Linked DNA regions of Xenopus tropicalis: region 2 is linked to region 1. A link is a contact called in public Hi-C data. All regions are on one chromosome and are shown on one strand. Each heading gives the region's core, a stretch centred on a gene start, on an enhancer-like site or on the middle of the called end of the contact. The rest is flanking DNA. Distances are from core to core; before and after follow the strand shown. Region 1 holds the start of tor1aip2 (torsin-1A-interacting protein 2). Region 2 holds the start of hccs (holocytochrome c synthase).

Region 1 (4,304 bases), core at 21-2,520:
GAAAGGTGGCGTGCCCACTTTGGAAGCCACACCTCCAATAAACCACACAGTGGCTATTCCATGTATAATACCCCCAGAACTCATAGCAGAATAAAATAGTAGCTATTTCATGTATAATGCCCCCCAGAACTCATAGCAGAATAAAACAGTGGCTATTTCATGTATAATGCCCCCCAGAACTCATAGCAGAATAAAATATTGTCTATTTCATGTATAATGCCCCCCAGAATTCATAGCAGAATAAAACAGTGGCAATTTAATTAAGTAAGTAAAGTATTATATTATACAAATAACTTTTCAAGAATAAAACGTGTACAGCAAAAGCAGCTGGAGGTATACAGTGAAATAACCCTGCCCAAACACTCAGACTCCCTTCCCTTAGTGCTCCCTGCTCTGTGCTGCTGTTGCTTTACTAATAAAAGATCATTAGGTGATAACAGCTCTGCACTACAGCCAGGCACTAATATTCTGTTTTTAACTTTCACGCCTTGAAGTTTGAAACTGAAGGAGTGAGCAGGAAGAGCTACCCATCACAATACTGTCAGGCTGAGAGGAATACCAGAGTTGTAGTACAGATCGCTGCACTTACCTAACAAGAAGCAGGAGAGAGTACCACATCACAGAGGGCAGGAGAGCAGTTTCAGGAAGAAGCCGTGCAGGCACAGTGAAGGATATCGGAGGGGGAAGGGGTGGGGCTGACAGCAGATCTCTAGTTCTTCCTCTGTGTCTTGCCATGCCAATGGTTGCTAGGGGGATGGTTTTCTGAGGCGGTGATTGGCTACATTTGGTTCACACTTGTAGCCAATGATAAAGCACATTACTTGACAGACATTTGCTTTGCTCAATGAGGTTTGTTTCCGGACTGGGTGCTGCCTGTCATTACACAGGGACTTCTAAACTTTATTTCAGCTACTGGGGATGGTCCACAGGGCAATTTTCAACAGGGCAGGAGGTCTTGAAACGGGGCCTGTCCCCATGGTACAGAGACAAATGGTAACCATAAGTTATTGGGATACTTTACAGATTAATCAAAGTAAGCTTCCCGTACAATCCACCGTGCACTTCTATGATTGTAAAACCTGTATGTTATTTTTATTAATAATAATCTATATTATAGATATGCTGCCTGTCCCAGTTTGTCTACAGCATTTTACAGCGGCCCTTCTGGCATTTACCAGATCCCACAGATTACCGGTTTGGGCCTGTCTCCAAAAGTATATGAGGAACCTTTTCTGTAGGGGAACCGTTTTGGTCATATTGTCACAAGAAATGGTTGTCAGAGACATGGAGGAAATAATTCCATTACCAGATTACTCATTAAACACTACCAGATACCATTTATATGGGTCCTCCACCAGAAAGGGGAACAAATATAATTCTAAGAAACTTTCCACTATACATTCAATAGAATGTTTCAATTGTTTTGAAAGGTATTTGTAAATAAAATTGCAGTCAAAAGCAGTGTTTTTTTTTCTGTTTTCTGGTTGGTTAGAGTTTTGCATGTAACAAGAGCCTGGTCTCTTCCAGTTCTTTTGATATGCTTTTATCTTCTGGCTTGCAATCTTGTTTCAAGAGTCAAAAAAATAAACAGACATGCTGCTTAAGGCTGATGGCAGACGTGGTGTAGGGCTGATATTTTCGGCAAGCGGAAAAACGCTTGGCGAAAATACAGCCCTACGCCTGCTACTTGTGCCTGCACCCGAATGAATGAGATACGCTCGGGTGCAGGCACATGTAGCCGATATACGCATGAAAAAGCGAGATAATGCAAAGTCTAGCATTTTCATGCGTATATCGGCTACATGTGCCTGCACCCGAGCGTATCTCATTCATTCGGGTGCAGGCACAAGTAGCAGGCGTAGGGCTGTATTTTCGCCAAGCGTTTTTCCGCTTGCCGAAAATATCAGCCCTACGCCACGTCTGCCATCAGCTTTAGGGCTCTGGCACACGGGGAGATTAGTCGCCCGCGACTAATCTCCCCAAAATGCCATCCCACCGGCGAAAATGTAAATCGCCGGTGGGATGGCATACGTGGTGGCGCGATTTCAGTGAAATCGCGGAAGTTTCCTCTCGAGGCATGGGGAGATAAGTATCCCCACGACAAATCTTCATTGCCGCAGGTGACTAATCACCCTGCAATGCCATCCCACTGGCAAGAATGTAAATCGCCGGCGGAATGGCATATGCATTGCTACGATTTCTAACCGATTAGATATGGGGATCTAATCTCCCGTGTGCCACTGCCCTTAGGGTGAAGACACACTGGGCTACTAGTAGCAGCTATTTTTTCAAGGCTACTAAACTCCAGAAAATAACCTGCCATAGACAATACTAAGAAATGCCTCTGCTAAAACACACATTGAGACAATTATCAGTAAATTGTCTATTTAACTAGCATTGTCTATTTAAGTAGCCACGACAAGTAGCTGCTACTAGTAGCTCTGTGTGTCACCCTTAATGACTTTTACAAATCTCTACTCTTTATGCAAAAAAAAAATTGCATGATGGATTTTGCCTAGTATTTTAATTAGGAAATATATTTCCTAAGTGGGTGACTGAATAGCATGTTTAGTCCTTGCAAGGTAGTTAAAGGACATGTAAACCCTACACACAAAAATGTAATCAGTGAACAGCCTCTTTGAAATCTTTCAATACCTGCCACTTTGGTTGTTCAGAGGTTAATAGTAAGGCTGCAGCATCCCCTTAATCACTTAGATTTCCTTCTGTAACCCACCCAGGCCCCCCTCGGGAATTTGATTTGATTTCTGGCTTGCCAGACATGCTCAGTTGTTCTCAGCTCAGATTACTAAACACGCACTTCAGTCTAGCAGCCAGTGAAGAGATGGCATTGCTGGTTCCCATAGAAACTCAGCTCTAGCTGTCTGCTTCAATTTTTTTCTCCTAACCTCCTCTCCTGAGCTCAGCTCAAACAAAGCAGAAATTTTATCAGAGACAGTTGTGCCTGTATGCTTGATAAAATGTATGCTGAATAAGGGTCTGTGTATGTGTATGCTGTTTGCGGATTTAAATGTATCTGATTATGTATCAGAGGAAAAATGGCCACTGGGTGAAAGCTGCTATTTGCTTTAGGAAAATGTGATGGTGCTGGCAAACGGAGGGGATATATGCAGTACAAATAATGCCATTTGGGTGGGGGAGACATTCCCAACTAATATACATTGTAGGCTTTACATGTCATTTAATAGATTAGGTTGGTAATATGGACGCCACAATGGTGGCGAGACTTCTAAAAATAGAGGTCTGTAGTAGTCACCTGGGCACAAAAAAAATAATGTCAGTAGGTTATAGTTTGCTGCTATTGTCAATGCAACAGCAGAAACATTGGGTAGGTGAGCTGAAAATATGGACACTCTTCAAGCCAATAGTTGCAGGTGAGACACAGTATAAAGACACTTTTCTCCAGACGCCAAGGTCCTGAAATAGGGCCTCACCCCTGAAAGGGGGACTAATGGGAACCCCATATTTCCTAAATATCAACACTGAAAATTCTTCTGAAGCTTCTACCTCAGCAGCAGCAGCAGACTTTATACACAGCTTTTCAATTGTAGACCTACCTTACAAATTTGAACAGAAACCTATCTACTCTAAGGGCGCCTTATACTCCCTCATGTTTAGGCATCGCAGACCCAGAGTTTATAGTTGAGGTAAGAGACCCTAACTAACTTGACTGATTTTTTGTTTTTTGTTGCACTGGGTCCCGTTTCTAGTATTACATTTGACATAGATTGTAAACAGGGCCACCATCAGAAATCACAGGGCCCCTCACAACAAAATTGTCTGGGCCCTCCCATGCCCTGCCCCCCAATGGCCCCTCCCATCAGTACACACAGGACAGGCATTGGTAGCCAGGGCCCCCATAAAACATTGGCAGCCAGCATCCCCCAGCTCCCCCCCTCCCCCAGCATCCTCCAACACCCCCCCAGCGTCCTTCTGGCTCCCCTGCGGCTTCCTTCAGCCCCCCACCAGCGACTTCATCTGGCTCCCCTGCGGCTTCCTCCAGCCCCCCCAGCGACTTCCTCTGGCTCCCCTGCGCCTTCCTCCAGCCCCTCCCCCAGCAACTTCCTCTGGCTCCCCTGTGGCTTCCTCCAGCCCCTCCCCCAGCGACTTCCTCTGGCTCCCCTGCGGCTTCCTCCAGCCCCCCCAGCGACTTCCTTTTGCTCCCCTGCACCTTCCTCCAGCCCCTCCCCCAGCGACTTCCTCTGGCTCCCCTGTGGCTTCCTCCAGCCCCCCCAGCGACTTCCTCTGGCTCCCCTGCGGCTGCCTCCAACACCCCAGCGACTTCC
Region 2 (4,657 bases), core at 572-3,071, 490 kb before region 1:
TATTATTACCATGAACAAATGATATGGAACTCATTACTTATAGCCTAAGTGCCAGCTGCGTTCCTTGAACATGACTTTGTACAAAGAAATATAGCTATTAAAGGAAAACTAGCATGTCCATGGATGGAAATTGCCTTAAACTAAAAAGGCTCATATATTTCAGTGTTTTTTGCTTTTTTATTTTATTTTTTGTCCAAAACTCACTTTGCATTTGAATAATTGAACTGCAGTGTTGATACAAAGCAAAAATGTGCACTTTAATGCCAATTTGTGAATAAGAATCCAACCAGTGGTTTATTTTCATGGCCGATAAAATCTGCTGATTCTGCCCCTCCAGCCTGTGAATAAACTAGAATAAACTAGAATTATGATCACTGGCCAAGGGGCCAAAGGATCAGATCATCCCAATTTGATACACTGCGTTTGGTAGCCATATCATATAAGGAGCCAGCCTCCAAGGAACTTTTTTTCTACAACTATCAATGGTATTTCAAATGAAGGGAATCCTTTCTGAAGCTGACAAAGTTGACAGCAGTGATATATCCTTATCTACGTAGTACATGAGTCCAGAGCTATATTTGCACTTTGCTTATAATCTCACTATATAGGGCTCACTCCATATAACCGAATGCAAGAGATTCCGAATCTGATCCCACTTCCCAGGAATGATCACATTAACAGTCAAAGAAAAAAACTCTTGTGTATGTATGCAAAAACCAATGGAAGCCTGGGAAGGAAACACATCTGCTCCAACAATTTCCATTATTTTTTCAAGCAATAGTTACTACAAGTGGATAATGTGTAATATATAAAATGGTGATGGGAACAGTTGTTTCTGCTATGATCTTCTCTTTATCGAATTAAGATTTACTGGTGTGGTAGATCACTATCTCTTGTGCACAGCTGGTCTATAGCATCTGAACTAATGGGGAGTGTTGTACTTCTCCAACAGCTTGAAGGTAGTGTCCTGTTCCATTGACTACAACATACCCCTGACCCCTTTATCTGACAGCGTAAAGTGCTGTTCATGCTTATAATCACAAGATGATTTCATTTTAAAGAGGAGACAAACCCAAAGTACATTTTCCTGTTGCAAGAGAATATAATTCTAAGCAACTTTCCATTATACACTGATTATATAACTTTAGACACTTGTAAGTATAACTGCTACTGAAAGCCCTAGTGGTTCGGACTTTACACACAATGTTGCAGACGTCAAAATGATTAAAGAACCAGCAAAGAAGTATGCAAGGCTGCCACTTTCTGTCAAAACTCTGAACCAGCAGTGCATATGAGGATGGGAACAGCTTGCGACTTGTAGTGTGCAATAAATACATGTTGGGAGGTTGCTTAGAATTATATTTTCTTTTATTAAGCGACATTTTTATTTGTGGCTTCACATCCCCCTAAGGACGTGGCTTAGTGAGCAGGGAGACGCCATCAGACCCGAACTCTTCTAGTTGTCACGTATAAACATTTGTGCCATTTACAAAGAATCACCTGAACTGGAGAGTACTTCACATTCCCCGACCCTACAGTATATCGCAGACAACGCTGCAACCTCCTCCAACGCCGACTCAGACATGTCTATGGCCACATAACGCGAGACTTCCCCTTCTCCCCAGCCAATGCAGCGGCCGTTCACTAGGTGGCGCCATCACCCAACAATATCTACTTGCCGCTCGGGAATACGCGGAGGAAACCAACAGGTGGGGGCGCTGCTCACCTACATCACATGTCCAGTAGTACGCGTCAGTAAGATAACGTTCTCATTATAACTACTTAAGGCGGAGCTAAAAAAAAAACCTAAATCGAGGCTTGGCACGCTAAGGATAACGTGCAGAGTGGGTGACGTCATAACTGTGCGCGCCATCATTTAGAGGTGTTCTGCGCTCCGGTAAAGGGCAGGTAATTGCTTTCGCATTGCGAGAAGGTAGATTTGTGTCACTGGTCCCTAGGGTTGTGTTCATTTTGCTGCGACTATTTATGTGCAACGCATTTTCCTGGTAGGAGAAAAGGCTTGTTGGGACCTCTATGTGGTGACCTCTATGGGTGAGAGTGGTGCAGGGAACATGTCTAGGGCAGAAGGTGATCTCTAACACATGTGGGGGCTCCAAGTGGAAGGTAGTTGGGAGTTGTAGTTTGGCAACGCCTTGTGAGCTGCTGTTTCTGAAAATGTAGAACAGTTATGGTGGTTAAAGGTTTTTTGTTCTGCTTCCTGTGAAGGTATTGAGTTTGGCAGGTAGTGTGGCAATAAGCCCATCTACTACTAATATGAATCATAATCTTGCTCTGTGGATAGGATTCACAATGAAGAGTCTGTATCTGAGTAGGGATCTACTCAGTACAGTGGTAGAGTTAAAATGGCTGCAAGATTACATATAAAACATATTACAAATGTGGAAAACCTTTTATTTAATTTGTTGTTGTTCAGTTTCTGTATATTTTTAACATTTTTGAGGCTACAATGTGTGTTTAACTTTCTGCTAAACAGCTGACATGGGAGCTTCAGCATCAACTCCATCAAGTGCTCCTCCACAGTCATCTACTGAATCTGCAAAGACCTACTCGGCAGAATCACCTCCCCCTGAATGTCCCATGCATCAGAAGAAGATGGAAGGAATGGGAGCTTCAGCTATAAACCCATCAAGTATTCCTTCACAATCATCTACTGAATCAGCAAAGACCCACCCAGCAGAATGTCCAATGCATCAGAAGAAGATGGAAGGTACTGGTGTTTGCTTAATTCCAATCTAAGTGCAAACTGATTAAATACCTGTAATCTGGATATTACAGAATGTGTGTTGTCTACAAACCCTTTTCCCTTTCATGCTGTAAGATTTTTTACCTTAAAGGAGAAAAAAGGGTTCAGTCACTGGGGGGTGCCGAATATGTATATATTTATTTATAAAGCGCTACTTATGTACGCACCGCTGTACAGTAGAATACATTAATACAAACGGGGTTATTGAGATAAAAATAGATAAATACAAAGTATAAGAATAAATACAAATAAATAAATACAAGATACAGTTGCAATAAGTTAAGAGTCAAAGACATAAGAGGATGGAGGTCCCTGCCCCGTAGAGCTTTCAATCTATATGGGAGGGTAACTTACAGACACAAATAGGCAAATATAAGTGCTGCGGGTTACAGTGGGTGACAATATAATATAAGTGCCAGTTCCCAGATCAGGTGCTGGGTGAGTGCTCCAAAAGGTAGTCAAGTTTAGTTTTAAAAAGACTGAGGGAGGATTCTCTCTGGAGGAAATCGGGGAGGGCATTCCAAATGTAAGGGGCAGAAAGGTTTAAGGCGGGAGACAGCAGTAGTAGTGGGGGCCCAAAGGAGTCGGCCAGGAACATACAGAGACACAAAAGAAGAGATGTAGTGAGGAGCAGAGGAATGGAGGGCTTTGAAGGTTAAGAGAAGGAATTTGTAAGATGTTCTTTTTTTAATATTAGGCACCCCCAGTGATTTAATCACTTACCTGATACCCCAGGCTGGTGCTCCTGTTACCAAAAAACTTCACCTGGGTACGAGTGAGGTGAGCGATTCTCTTCATCCTTCTTACTTTACGTCAGGTGCCCATGCACAGTAGAGCAAAAACCAGAACTTTAACAAAAAAGCCAACTTTTTCACTCTACTGCACATGCATTGGCTCTGGAATTTTGAAGAAAGAACAAGCGAAGAAGATGATCACCTGCTCGCATGTGCCCCAGGCCGGTGCAGTTTTCTTCTAACCGAAACACCAGCCTGAGGTATCAGGTAAGTGGTTACAGTCACTGAGGGGGGTACTTTACATTTGGCAGCCCCCAATGATTGAGACTTTTCTTCTCCTTTAATAGTTTAGTCAAATTTAAAAAAAATTTAAATTTTTTTTAACAAAATCTCTTATTTTTCTAGAAAAATTACTAGAAAATTGTAAACTAAATGCCTCCATATAATGTTGTTAACCTTGTGGTTTATAATTGTACCAGCCTGCAAGGTTTGATGTGCTGCCATTTTGGATAGCTACCTATCCATTCAGCATTTAGTCTTGATGCTTCACGTATTCTAGTTAGAGTTCTAACATGTGGCATAATTCAGAGGCATTGCTTGTATGATAAGCCCTTTCTCTAACATATATAATTTCTATTATCTGATAGACAATAGGTGATTGTGAGTGGAAATGTTTTTTTTTGTTTTAATCTTATGTATTTTCTAGGCTGTCCCATGCACAAGGAATCTATACAAAATACAGAAAACTGTTCTGGGCCTACACATCAAGAAGAGGCCTATAGATATGTTCAGTGTCCAATGAGATCAGGAGTAAAGGATGACATTGATCCCAGCAATATGGTATGATATGCCTGTGGAAATCACATATAATACATCCTTAATATAGGCCCATCTGTCTCCAATGTTGTTGGTGGAAAATTTGCAAAATGTAGATTTAGTCTTAACCCTGCCATTTTCTGTATGAGCACATTCGTTCTACAGTATATTATTGTAGCTCAACTCAAATTTGGATTCGTTATCTTGAAATATAGCAGTGTGGGAGATTCTGAATCAGAACTCTCAACACATGTCTTTTAAATAGAAGCCTTTCCCTAAATAATCCAACCAGCCATCTCTTTTCTTTTTCTTTTTTTTTTTTTTTTTTACCTCCTGGATAATC

Evidence for each region. A called contact is a pair of places that touch in the nucleus more often than the background predicts.
Region 2: a Hi-C map of neurula embryo shows a contact between it and region 1, with 3 times the contacts expected there. The contact joins the promoter of hccs here to the promoter of tor1aip2 in region 1. A contact is called at or near these places in 2 of 5 Hi-C or Micro-C datasets (brain and neurula embryo).

Annotation. Positions count from the first base shown.
Region 1 is chr4:101,253,829-101,258,132 of UCB_Xtro_10.0, reverse strand. tor1aip2 (torsin-1A-interacting protein 2) reads right to left here and starts at 1,270. Exons shown (of 4, transcript XM_002936965.5): 1 at 590-1,270.
Region 2 is chr4:101,747,465-101,752,121 of UCB_Xtro_10.0, reverse strand. hccs (holocytochrome c synthase) reads left to right here and starts at 1,821. Exons shown (of 7, transcript NM_001005708.2): 1 at 1,821-1,908; 2 at 2,495-2,728; 3 at 4,205-4,338. The coding sequence starts at 2,500. It overlaps rwdd3 (RWD domain containing 3), which reads right to left and starts at 1,612. Exons shown (of 4, transcript NM_001017275.2): 1 at 1,501-1,612. The coding sequence starts at 1,585.